4 separate regions of the Mus musculus genome follow, and all the other regions are linked to region 4. Evidence: chromatin contacts called from public HiChIP or PLAC-seq and promoter capture Hi-C data. All regions are on one chromosome and are shown on one strand. The core of a region is the stretch at or near the end of the contact, and the rest is flanking DNA. Distances in the headings are between cores, read along the strand shown.

Region 1 (2,700 bases), core at 32-2,531, 830 kb before region 4:
TTCAAGCATTTTGTCCTAGCAACACAAAACAGTTGAAGACAGACATCTGCTATGGATCATGACTAGGACCCACTCCATCTGTGGATATGGCTGTAAGTGAAGCAGAGGGAAGACTGGCCATATAAATGGAATGCTTCGATAATGTATAGCTGGTCCTTGCTGTATAGGACTTCCTGGCTGGCTAGCTCCAGAGCTGACACTTACTGCACGTTCACAGACATTCTGGACCATTTGAGAGGCTTGACACACAGTGCTCAGCCAAATGAGAGGACACTCTGCTTTTTTGTTCCAGGTGTCCTACTTTAAAAACAAATGTCACGTCAGGGAGGTGATAAGGTTTATTTTGTCCCTATTTGTTACATGGGCTGTGAAGGACAAGAGAGTCTCAGTTTAGGGTCTGCATGGAGTCTGATGCAGCATGATGTGACTTACACACGGAAAACTGTGACAAGAGGATGGGTTAGGACATCACCCTGGTTAGAATGATTTGGATGATCCTTATTGGTTGGCTGGAAGAACTGGGTGACCCTTTGTGGGACATCTTATAGGACAATCACAGACGCAAGCTTGAGCTTCAGGGAACTACTTGGTGGTGTCCCTATAGGAGGAATGCCTACTGAGCTTTCCCCGGGCCCCACACGGCATCTTTGCTCCCCATCCAACTACCTTCTACATGGAGTTTCCTGTGCTCTAGCACCACAGAGACTAGCTTTGAGCCTTCATATGCAGACATGATCATGGAGAGACACACAGAATTTTGCCTCTGCCTTCTTGCCAGCCCCTTTTTCCGACTTTCTCCTTTCAAGCCATCCCCACAGCTGCATTGACAGCTCGACCACCCATTTCACATGCCCTTCTTCTCCTGTGTCCCCCAGACAGGCCTAGGTCTGAAGATCTTATCCCTGACTGTAGCATCCCTGGGCACAGCCTGCCTGAGGGTGGCCAAACACAGATGGCTATGGAGCCCAGGCTCCATATTCCTCATTCCTATGGGCTTGAGTAAGGGGCTTCCAAGGGGGTGTAGGCAATGGGCAGAGCTGTGGCTTGGCCCATCTGGTCTGTGCTGAGCCCTTGATGAGGAAAAACTGGTTTCAGAGCTACCGCACAGCAAGGCTGCTGGCTGAGCCACTGAAGGCCTTCTGTGAGGACATGAGAAGCCCTCAAATTCCACCCAGACTGCTCCTGTCTGCTTACCTCACATCATGATATCCAAGGCCACTGGATGTCTGGGAGGGCCCTCTGTGAAGGCCATCTGTCCAGCAAGAGACCAGAGCTACACATACCAGAGCCACGCCCAGCAGAGCTGTGGACCATGCCGGTGCCATGGCGATGCCATCTCGGCCAGCCTTTCCCAGCCCGGTAACCATGGGAATGTACTCAGGGCTGCGGCTGCTTATGCAATGCCTCTGAGGGAGGGAGGCTCGCGGACCCACCTACTTGCTGCAGGGAAGCCAGAGCCCCAAAAGAATCTGTGAACACGTATGCTACCCACCTGCTTCTCCTCACTGAGAGGCAGGGAGAGCGCCACACATTCTCATCACGTATCATGTAACAACACACTACCTGGGTTAGAATGACCTCGAGGGGAAGAGAGGACAAGAAAGAGAAAGTAGGGGCAGGGGGAAATTCTAACTAGGAAGATGTTGGCTGTCTGCATGCAGAAAGGCTCCAGCCACTCTGGCAGCCCCAGGACCCAGATGTTTGTATTATTGAGGCAGCACAGCTGCTGTGTGTGCTATTCTGGTTTCATTGCCCTGAATCTGGGAACTGGAGCCTCCTAGAGGGAAGAATGGAGAGCTGAGATGAGCGTAAGCTTGCGAGCCAGCCAGAAAGAGCACTGTCCACAGGAAGAGGTTCATACACATGAGTGAGCCAATCAGAGCTGACTGAAAAAATAAATCCAACCCTGCTGCTTCTTGTTATGTTCCAACACCACATAAGGGCTCCAGGCGTGGGGCCTCTGGGAGCCCCTGAAGCCACAGGCTAAAGGCATCACAGGCTTCTAGACACAAGCTTCAAGACACAGGCTTCCTATAGCAATTGCAGCTCTCCCGGGTCCTCTCCATCCTGGCCCTATCTCTCTCTTTGCTATCCCTCCCATGTTGAGTCCCACCTCTTGAGATTCCTGGACCTCTGAAGGTGCCCCAGAGTTCAGGAGACTCTGGCCCAAGTTCTCCTAGTCCCTCAAGCCCCAACCTTCACCTTGGCTGACAGAAATGCCCAGACAAATGGTCAGTACCCTACTAGTCTTCTCTCTCCTTGTCTCCACAATGCCCCCAACTCCCCGCAGTCTCTTCTTTTGCTTTATCAGGACCCCAGGACCCAGCTGCATGCACAGAGCCTCCTCTCCTCCCAGGGTTCCTCCTCAGCTTGCTACTCCACCCTGACACTAAACCTCCCAGGTCCACGTCCCATTCAGTCTGCATCCTTCCCCTCAGCTCCATGCCCACTGCATATGCTCTCTTGCAAATAGAGCCAAGTCTCTTATGTCTTGTCTCCGAGAAAGGCTAACCCTGCCTTCTCTAGTTGAGGTTCCCAGATTATTAATACTGACTGGTCATCAGTCACCCATGTGCCCTCCTCTCCTATTTTTTACCCTCCAGTTACTATACTTTCCCATCTCTATATGCTCCTATCACCCAAACTCCAGCCAACCATGAACCTAGCCATCATGGTGAATTCGGAGCCAGTAGCCCACTT
Region 2 (2,700 bases), core at 29-2,528, 770 kb before region 4:
ACTCACACACCTTCGCTTCCACCTCCGCACACAACAAGCCAGCATGCCCCACGGTTCAGTGGCCAGGGACTGCTGAGCTGAGCCCTTCTCCTGAACTGGTATCTAGAAAACTCTCCCAAAGCTCCAGAGAGAGTATTGTTCTCTCAACTTTGTCTAATTATTGGGGGTAGAGGGAGGAAAGGGGGCTGTCTCCTGACTTTCTGAGGAAGTTGATTTGGGGACCTGGCTAAGGATTAGAAGCCGATTAGAAGCCCAGGCAACTTATCAAGAGAGTCACACTCAGACACTTGCAGAAGTGGCTTTAAACACACTGGGTAGCTGGAGAAAATGTACTCGGGACAGTAGGTAGAGGTTGCCTAGTGCACGGGACTGCAAAGGGGGAAGGTGACTGCTCAGGTAGCTCAGAAGAGGGGAGGAACTGCTGGCATGCACCTAGCTGCCCCTCCAGCTCATTCCTGGCAGTAGCTACTCTGCAGGGGACTTTGGCACAACCATATTGTCTAGCTCCTCCATTCTCACAGCACCAACCAGCAAAGAGACCATGCAGTACAACTGAGTTCTAGCCCCAGTTCTCAGCATGACTCCAGAAACCTTCATCCTTCTCTCTGTTCTTCAGTATCCCCCTTGTACAGTAGGCAAATGGAGCCAGCTCCCTCTCTGTCTTCTCCTACAGACACCCTAAGCCTAAGATACCCCACTCACGTCATTGCGGCCAAGTGAATTGTCGACTAGGGAGGAGGTGATGCCCGAGAGAATGGCCGTGGCGACGATGGCTCCCACACACTGGGCGATGATGTACATGACAGCCCGGAGGATGCTGATCTGACAGCTGAGCAGGAGCCCCAGTGTGACCGCAGGGTTGAGGTGAGCACCGCTGATGTGACCCACACTTTGGGCCAGAGTAGCGATGCTCAAACCAAAGGCCAGCGACACCTTCACGTTGTCCTGGACCAGCGTCTGGTTTCTCTCCAGTGGGTAATTGAAGCCTAGGGCAGAACCAATGCTGATGAAGACGAAGAGGGTCATGGCCAGGAACTCAGCCACCACAGCCCTCCAGAAGAGCTTCTTCTTGATTTCACTGGCCATGCTGGCAGGGACCTCGACTTAACCGCTGGATGCCTGGTGCTCAACTCCCTCCAAGAGCTGAGCCACAGCCTGGGCTGGGCCTATTTATAGGGCTGGGTGGGGGGAGCACAAAGGGAGGAAGGCCTCTCCTTGCTCCTGGCCCGCCCCACACCACACGAGCCTCCTCGCTGCGATGGATGCAGACAGGGCTCTGCTGTCTGCCTGCCAACTTTTTCCTTCCTCCTCTCCCCCTCCTGCCCTCCCTTGCTCCCTCCACCCGCCTCAGCCCTCGGCCCTGCCCAGCGTAAGGAGGCAGGAGGCAACCGTTGCTCTAATAGGCTTTGGGAAATTCTTCCAAGCTGGCTCTTCTCAGGGGGCCAGAGAAATCCAGGTGTCCCCGCCCAGCCTGCAAAGCTCAAGGGTGCCTGAGGGCAGAGGCTGGCACTCTAGAAGGGGTGGGGAATAGGGGTTGTCTGGACTCCCCAGACGGACATTGCCCTCCCTGGAGGTGGCACCAGAAATTGCCTGCCTGTCCCATCCCACTCTGAGCAGAGTTAGTAATCTGAAGTTCTCAGGCTGAGAAATCTGTGGGCCAGTCTGGCCTCCAATGTCCTGGCCTGGGCCAAGCAGCTGCATGTCACTTTGGGGATGTGTCCTCGCCCCCCGGGCCTCATTGATGGGAGTAGAGAAGCTTTCTGGGAGCCACCTATCATTCTTTAGACAATGGCAGACCTTAGCCAAGCAAGGTTGCTGGAAAACTCCCCCAATTCCTCAAACTTAAAACAATTTGAGGCCATGATTTGAGAGGGGGTGGGGAAGATAATGTTGCTTAGGCTTTTTTTTTTTCTCTAATAGATAAAGTAGCTAGCAGGTCACTGAAGAGATGGAAGGAATGACAGCTGGACCTGAAAAGGAGCGAATGGGAGACATGGGCTGGGGCTAAGAGACAGATGCAGTGATGGGATGATAGGCAGAGCAACAGGAAGCATTATCCGAGTGATGGTGGAAAGTGGAAGAGGTTTCCAGCCTTGCAGGAGACAGCGGCCAGGCTATGGATGTGCTCACGCATACAATATTCAACTGGGCACTGGATTCAGTCACTAGCATCACAGGAAAAAACAGCACGTCAGAAACAGGAAGAGACAAACGGAGCAGAGGAGACATAGGCCGGACAAGAATCTAGATAGAGAAAGAGGAGAGAGGAAGGTAAGGGAGACCAGAGGCACTTTCCAACACCAGGAGGGGTGGAGAGGAGGTGGGGGCAGACAAAGCACCCACCATGTTTCCTGTGTACCCCCAAAATCCCGAGTAAAGGACCAGAGAACTGGTCGGTCACTTGCCTACTGTTTGAGTGTGCTGGAAGGTATACCAGGCCCATAGGGAGGCTCTCTCTGTGGCCACAAGGTAGGACCTGTTATGATTGGTCCCTCTCTTTCCATCTTAGTCCTTATCAGAATCATTGGCTTCTTACCCATCAGAGGTGGAAAAACAACACTCACTGAGAAAGAAGAAATGTCTTTGAGTCTGACATCTGTCAAGATAGGGCCAAGCACCTTCTATCCTACAGAGAATGACATTGTCCCTCAAGGGCCAGGTTGTATTCAGCCACAGTCCTGGAACCAGATGTGACCTACA
Region 3 (2,700 bases), core at 185-2,684, 590 kb before region 4:
TCTGACGGTGTTTGTATTTATAGCCATAGAAAGTATTATCTGAGCTCTTGGATGTCCATTTCAGGGGAAAGGCCCAGGTACGGACAGTGTCATTTACATATGGATGCACAGTTGCCAATGTGGCTGTCAGCCAGTTGTCAGGGTGACTATTAGCCACCCATTTGGCTCCGTTAGAGCTTTTGTTAGAAGTTCAAGATGGAGTTGGTGCTGTCAAAGCATGATCTCATTAATCATAATTAGAATACCAATTTGCTCCGTATCACAAGAACCACATCACAGCAAAGGACATGTCTCAAGGCTTCTACAACCCTGTGTTAGTCAACTGGCGGCCGTGGACTGTCTAGACCTGGAATAGAAAGGAAGTGGACTCTCTCAGCAAAGCAGCTGACCTTCCATAAAACAATGCACAGGACTAGAGGGAAGCAGGTGTGAGGAGTGCCCAGTATGGCTGAAGAGTGTCTCTATGAAGTGACCTTTGAAGAAGGAGAGGGGAAAAGAAGCGCAAGAAGTGTCCAGTGAGGGGCTGGTGAGATGGCTCAGCAGGTAAGAGCACCCAACTGCTCTTCCGAAGGTCCTGAGTTCAAATCCTAGCAAACACAAGGTGACTCACAACCATCCATAAGGAGATCTGACTCCCTCTTCTGGAGTGTCTGAAGACAGCTACAGTGTACTTACATATAATAAATAAATAATTCTTTAAAGATGGGAGGTAATCTTTTTTAAAAAGAAGTGTCTAGTGAAGTATCTTTGAGAGAATGGCCAGTGCCAGAGCCCTGGGGTCACTGAAATAGCATCTGGCAGATTAATGCCTGGGAGGAGAATGAAGGGGGCGGGGGTTAGGGGGACATAGGATGTGTTCATGCACAGCTCTATATATCGCTGCAAGGCCCATCATCTTACTCTGGGAAAGTTAGGAGGCACTGAAGACACTTCAGCTGAGGGATGACATGGTCATGACATCAAGTGACTAGAAAGCTGCATCCCCAGGGGTACTGCTCCTCGGTGGGCAACTGACCATCAGGTCTTTCACCCCCTACTCCCATCCAACCCAAGCCTGCAGGCAGAGGGGCCCATCATCTCTTCTATCTGAGGCAAGAGAAGCAGGAGCAACAGAGGAGGGGAGGAGTGGGAGAGAACCACTGGGCTCAGCCTGGCCCTTGGGTGATTTATTGGGCACATGATGGTAGAGGAACCTAGGCACTCGCTAGAGAGGCAGAAGCTTCCTCTGGTCCCAGCCTGGCTCAAAGGGCTTTAGAAGTAATACCCCCAAATAATTAAAAAGAGATTTGCTGTCCCACCTCTCGGCCTCTGGAGAGGGATATTCATCAGCAAATGAATTAAAACCAAATCTAACAATTTACATGACTCAAGCTACAGGCCAGGGAGCTGCCAGAAAACTGGATGCTATGGTTATGCTAATGCAGCATAGCCCTGCCCTGGACATCCTCCCTGCACTGGGGCAGGCCCTGGCTCCACTCCCTGCTCCTCAGCTTCAGCTCACCCAGGCAGTGGAGGCAGAAGAGATTAGCCAAGAATTAGGCCCCAGCCATTGCCCACAGCTGAGATGAGCTGCAGGGAGAGTAGTGGCCTACTGGGACTCCTCTGTCTTTCCAGCTTTCCTGACCTGCTGATTTACCTCTCAGAGCCTCAGTTTACCATTTACAAAACTGGAAGATGATTTTGGCAGATTTGCACTGCAGCAAAATGTACTGGCACTCAGCGGGTTGAAATGACAGGGCTTCAATAGGGGAAAAAATGGCTATGCAAATTAAAGGTAGAGCTACATTATACAACCTAAAAATATCCACAGATTCCAGCTGAGCCCTGCATCCGTGCAGCGGGGAAACTGTAATCGAAGACTCACATTTATTGTCCTTTGTTAATATTTTCCTTAGGAAGCCTTTTGGGAAGATCCTTTTGGTAAGGCCTGTGAGAGGCCTTGGATGTTGCGTTCCCTTCTTCTCCGGGCCCGCACATGAACAGGGTACCACCGCCACTACCTTATGTGTAAAAGGAGCCAGGAGATAAATTGGGGCCTCAAAGATCATGGGTACAGCACCCTGATCTCACCTGCCTGCTTGTTGGCTAGTAGGGACAGATTAACCTGCTGTGAAGCCACAGGTCAAACCTTGCCAACAACAATGTGCCCCATAGTGTCCTGGCAGAGGTATAAAAATATGGAGTCAAAAGTGTGTATGTGTGTGTGTGTGATCCCAGGGCAAGGACACAGCTAACACAAAGGCTCCAGGGTTTCTTCAACCTCCCAACCCAGTAGCCCAAACCATCTTTTACTCTTTTACCCTCGATTTATAGTGACGAGTGCCCAGGCAAACAGGACCACTAGGATCCCCAGGTCAGCATGACAACATAGACTGGTATTGGTTTAGGCCTTCTGAGACCAGATGCTGCAAAGGAATATATATATGTTTATCCCCTTCTTATGTGCTTGCAGAGATAGAATTTTCTAGACTCCCATGCTGCATGGCCCCAAGAGATCTTGAGCCTTGATCAGATAGAAAGATCAGATAGATAAAGGCACGTGCCACCACCACCTTGCTTAGCCTTATAATATTCTTGCTCAGTCTAGTCACAAAGAAGTACCAGACTGCTCCAAATGGTGGGAGTTTCTCCAGGACAACCCTTTCAGCCGAATAAAAGCATTGGTCACAGCAGAGATAGAATAAACCCCAGCTTCCTGTC
Region 4 (2,700 bases), core at 118-2,617:
GTCTGCTTCCTCACCTGACAAGCTACAAGCACACACTGATTTAAGAGGACATGGGAAAGTCTCCTTACCTGGTGGCCAGTCATCAGCTCTCTTCCCTTTGGAATCTCCTGTTACAGTTTCTTATGGATCTTTCCAAAAGTAGTCTAAGCATTTGCAAAAGGAAGTGTATATATTTTCACACACACACACGCGCACACACACACACACACACACACACACACACACACACTGTTCTGCACCTAACCTATCCCCACTTTAGCCTTTTACTTGGTATAAGTTGGAAGTCTTGAATTAGTACACAGACAATGATCTCATCTTTAAATCTTTAAAATATGCTGGATGGAATTCCATGGTATTTATAGGCTGAATTTCATTCAATCTTTTAGTTTTTGAGACAAGGTGTTACTATGTAGCCTTGTCAGCCTCCCTAATTGTGTGTACCACCACTGTGAGGTTTGGTTCTAGTCGTTGCTGACACAAATAATATGGCCCCCCCAGAATCCTCCTGCTCATTTCACACCCGTGTCCTTTCTTCTATAAGATGAATTCCAAAAGTCCAAAAGTGGAATCAGGTGAAAGGCTACATATGTTCTTATCTTGAGAGATATTGTCATACACACACACACACACACACACACACACACACACACACACACAAACACACACACCATAGAGACTATAAAACTTTGATTTGTGTTCATCTGATAACTGGAAAATACATGTGAATCTGCTGCTGCCCGCTGCTGCTACTCTCTTCCCAGTGGACTCTTACAGCCTTTTCTTATCGAGGTAGATCGGGTCTCAGCCCCTGAGGCGTTGTTATCAAAAGCCTTGAGGTGGGCATCACCTCTTTCCCTGTCAAAAGTTTATTAACCCTGGTGTGGAATCTTGCCTTTGTTACTTGCTGCATGACCTTGGTCCACAGAGTGTGAATATGCTGCATCGTCTGGTTTATGAGCACGATCACAATCGGTTAACATTAGGGAAGGACTTTGACACATTGAATCAACCAAATGAAGAATGCATATCTCTGCAGGGAATTCTCGCCAGGCACCAAGGCTCAGACTAGCAACCACACAGTAAAATGTTGCCAGGAGAAAGCAGGACCTGGCTCCTTAAAGCTCTGGTTCCTCCCTTCGAGAGAGTTTCAACCAAGAAATAAAAATCTAGAAAGAAAGGAACCACTTTCTGTTGAGTCCCGCCCCCTCTGCTGTTCTTGGGGGCTCCTGGTGCCCTCCCCTCCCAGGCGGGGCGGGCTCTGAGGCCTCAGCTGTCAAACACAACGAGTCCTGGGGCCCAGAGCACCGGGAGGCGGAGGGTGGGTCTGCGGTCGCGTGACCAAACCAGCTGTTAGCCGGGGGCTGGAGAGCCTGGAGTCTGGGAAACCGGAGCGCCGGCGGTCTTCTGCGCTACGGATGCAGAGGCTGTAACCTAGCCGCCGCAGCGCCCCCAACTCCGCAGTCGCAGCATCAGCACCGTTGGACCCGGCTGGAGCCGGCTGCTTGGCAGGTGAGCCTCAGGCTACGCGGGGAGCGCCGGGGCGCTGGCAGCTGCTCTTCCGCTGGGAGGTCACCACATTTCCCATTACAATTCTAACGCCTCGCGAGTGTGGACCAGGGAAGGGGAGATCGGAGGTTAGGTGGCCTCGGTCTGGCCCGACTTGAGATCAGGGACTTCGGGACGAAGCTACTGCAGCCTGGTCAGAATCTGCTCCTGCTCTCCATCCCGCATCCTTCCCGCACCTCCCTTTCAGTTTATAACCGGGTGCTGCTTTTTCTGGGCGCCGAGTTGCAAGGGCGCGGGAAGTGTCTCTGAGCTTCCCCGGGCCCCTGAGCTTCCCCTGGCGGCTCCTGCGGCTCCGTCTTGCGGCTAGCAGAGAGAGCCTGGCTCCTTCCCGAGTAATGCATCCGTGGCGCCTGACTAGGCCGCTACCCTTGGTCGCCGGGCGGAGTCCCGGTATCTGTGGTTATCCCCAAGGGCCAGTGAGCTGGCACCAGACATTGCTTCGCTCCAGGCCTCACCCCTGCACACTGGAATCCGGGTGGGGTCATGGCAGGTGTCTCGACCCTTGCTATCACTCCACCTCAGTTTACCCCTATCGTCTTGCTTTTTGTTTTTTGTCCAGGCAGAATTGCTAAATAATTGCTAATTATTTAGCGACCACAGTGAGGTCTGCAGGAGGATGAAAGGAGCGCCTGAATTTTAGAAAATCGGTTGGAATTTAGGAATAAAAATGTGATCACACCCATTTGCGTTTAAGGCAACTTACTATTTTCTGTCTCCCAAGTTGACCTGGTAGGGTTCTGTTAAATAGAGGTGTATTTCTGTGTAATTGTAGCTTGTTAAGTGCTTCTTCCTGGTTTTGTGTGTGTGTGTGTGTGTGTGTGTGTGTGTGTGTGTGTGTTTACTGTGCTTCACGCCTGCCTAAATCCTCATCACTTGCTGAGTAAACCTATGCTAATTCAAAATGGCAGCATGAAAAATCAGGCCAGGCGGAACCCTAGCAGACCACAGCCAACTGCAGCTGCCCCGGGCTTGAGCTGCTGAGAGAAACAGCAGGAGGAAAAGGCTCTGCTGTGTATAGGCAGGGAGTGTACTTGGAGCTGGTTAAAGCTGAGTGAAGTTGCAGTGCCTTGGGGAGCAAGTGGGAAGTTTAGGGAGCTACAGCTGGTTTCCCTAACTTGTCAAAAGCCTAACTGA

Evidence for each region. Promoter capture Hi-C pulls out the DNA fragments that hold promoters and counts their contacts. HiChIP or PLAC-seq counts read pairs in DNA pulled down with a chosen protein or histone mark.
Region 1: a contact with region 4 is called in a promoter capture Hi-C map of pre-B cells, with 8 times the contacts expected there. The contact joins the promoter of 6430584L05Rik here to the promoter of Scrn1 in region 4. A contact is called at or near these places in 6 of 39 promoter capture datasets (the 3T3-L1 cell line, the C10 cell line, hematopoietic stem and progenitor cells and 3 more).
Region 2: an HNF4G HiChIP or PLAC-seq map of pancreatic cancer cells shows a contact between it and region 4. The contact joins the promoter of Aqp1 here to the promoter of Scrn1 in region 4. A contact is called at or near these places in 1 of 39 promoter capture datasets (pre-B cells) and 1 of 115 datasets of contacts at active chromatin or transcription factors (pancreatic cancer cells).
Region 3: a contact with region 4 is called in a promoter capture Hi-C map of embryonic stem cells, with 6 times the contacts expected there. The contact joins the enhancer-like site here to the promoter of Scrn1 in region 4. A contact is called at or near these places in 14 of 39 promoter capture datasets (the 3T3-L1 cell line, 3T3-L1-derived adipocytes, the HPC-7 cell line and 8 more), 4 of 484 Hi-C or Micro-C datasets (the HPC-7 cell line, bone marrow-derived macrophages, embryonic retina and 1 more), 8 of 115 datasets of contacts at active chromatin or transcription factors (astrocytes, embryonic basal ganglia, embryonic forebrain and 3 more) and 1 of 9 other capture datasets (macrophages).

What each region holds. Positions count from the first base shown.
Region 1 is chr6:55,395,468-55,398,167 of GRCm38.p6, reverse strand. 6430584L05Rik (RIKEN cDNA 6430584L05 gene) reads right to left here and starts at 1,281. Exons shown (of 4, transcript NR_046179.1): 1 at 1,195-1,281.
Region 2 is chr6:55,334,877-55,337,576 of GRCm38.p6, reverse strand. Aqp1 (aquaporin 1) reads right to left here and starts at 1,278. Exons shown (of 4, transcript NM_007472.2): 1 at 703-1,278. The coding sequence starts at 1,086.
Region 3 is chr6:55,158,200-55,160,899 of GRCm38.p6, reverse strand. The region is part of intron 1 of Gm34358 (a long non-coding RNA gene); the gene reads right to left. Among named protein-coding and RNA genes, the nearest start is that of Gm34358, 5.1 kb to the right of the region's middle. Within about 2 kb of position 1,434, at least 9 of the 459 cell types and tissues checked have an H3K27ac peak or open chromatin away from gene starts, as enhancers often do. A contact at or near this core is called in embryonic stem cells, where this site is marked.
Region 4 is chr6:54,565,049-54,567,748 of GRCm38.p6, reverse strand. Scrn1 (secernin 1) reads left to right here and starts at 1,367. Exons shown (of 8, transcript NM_027268.2): 1 at 1,367-1,509.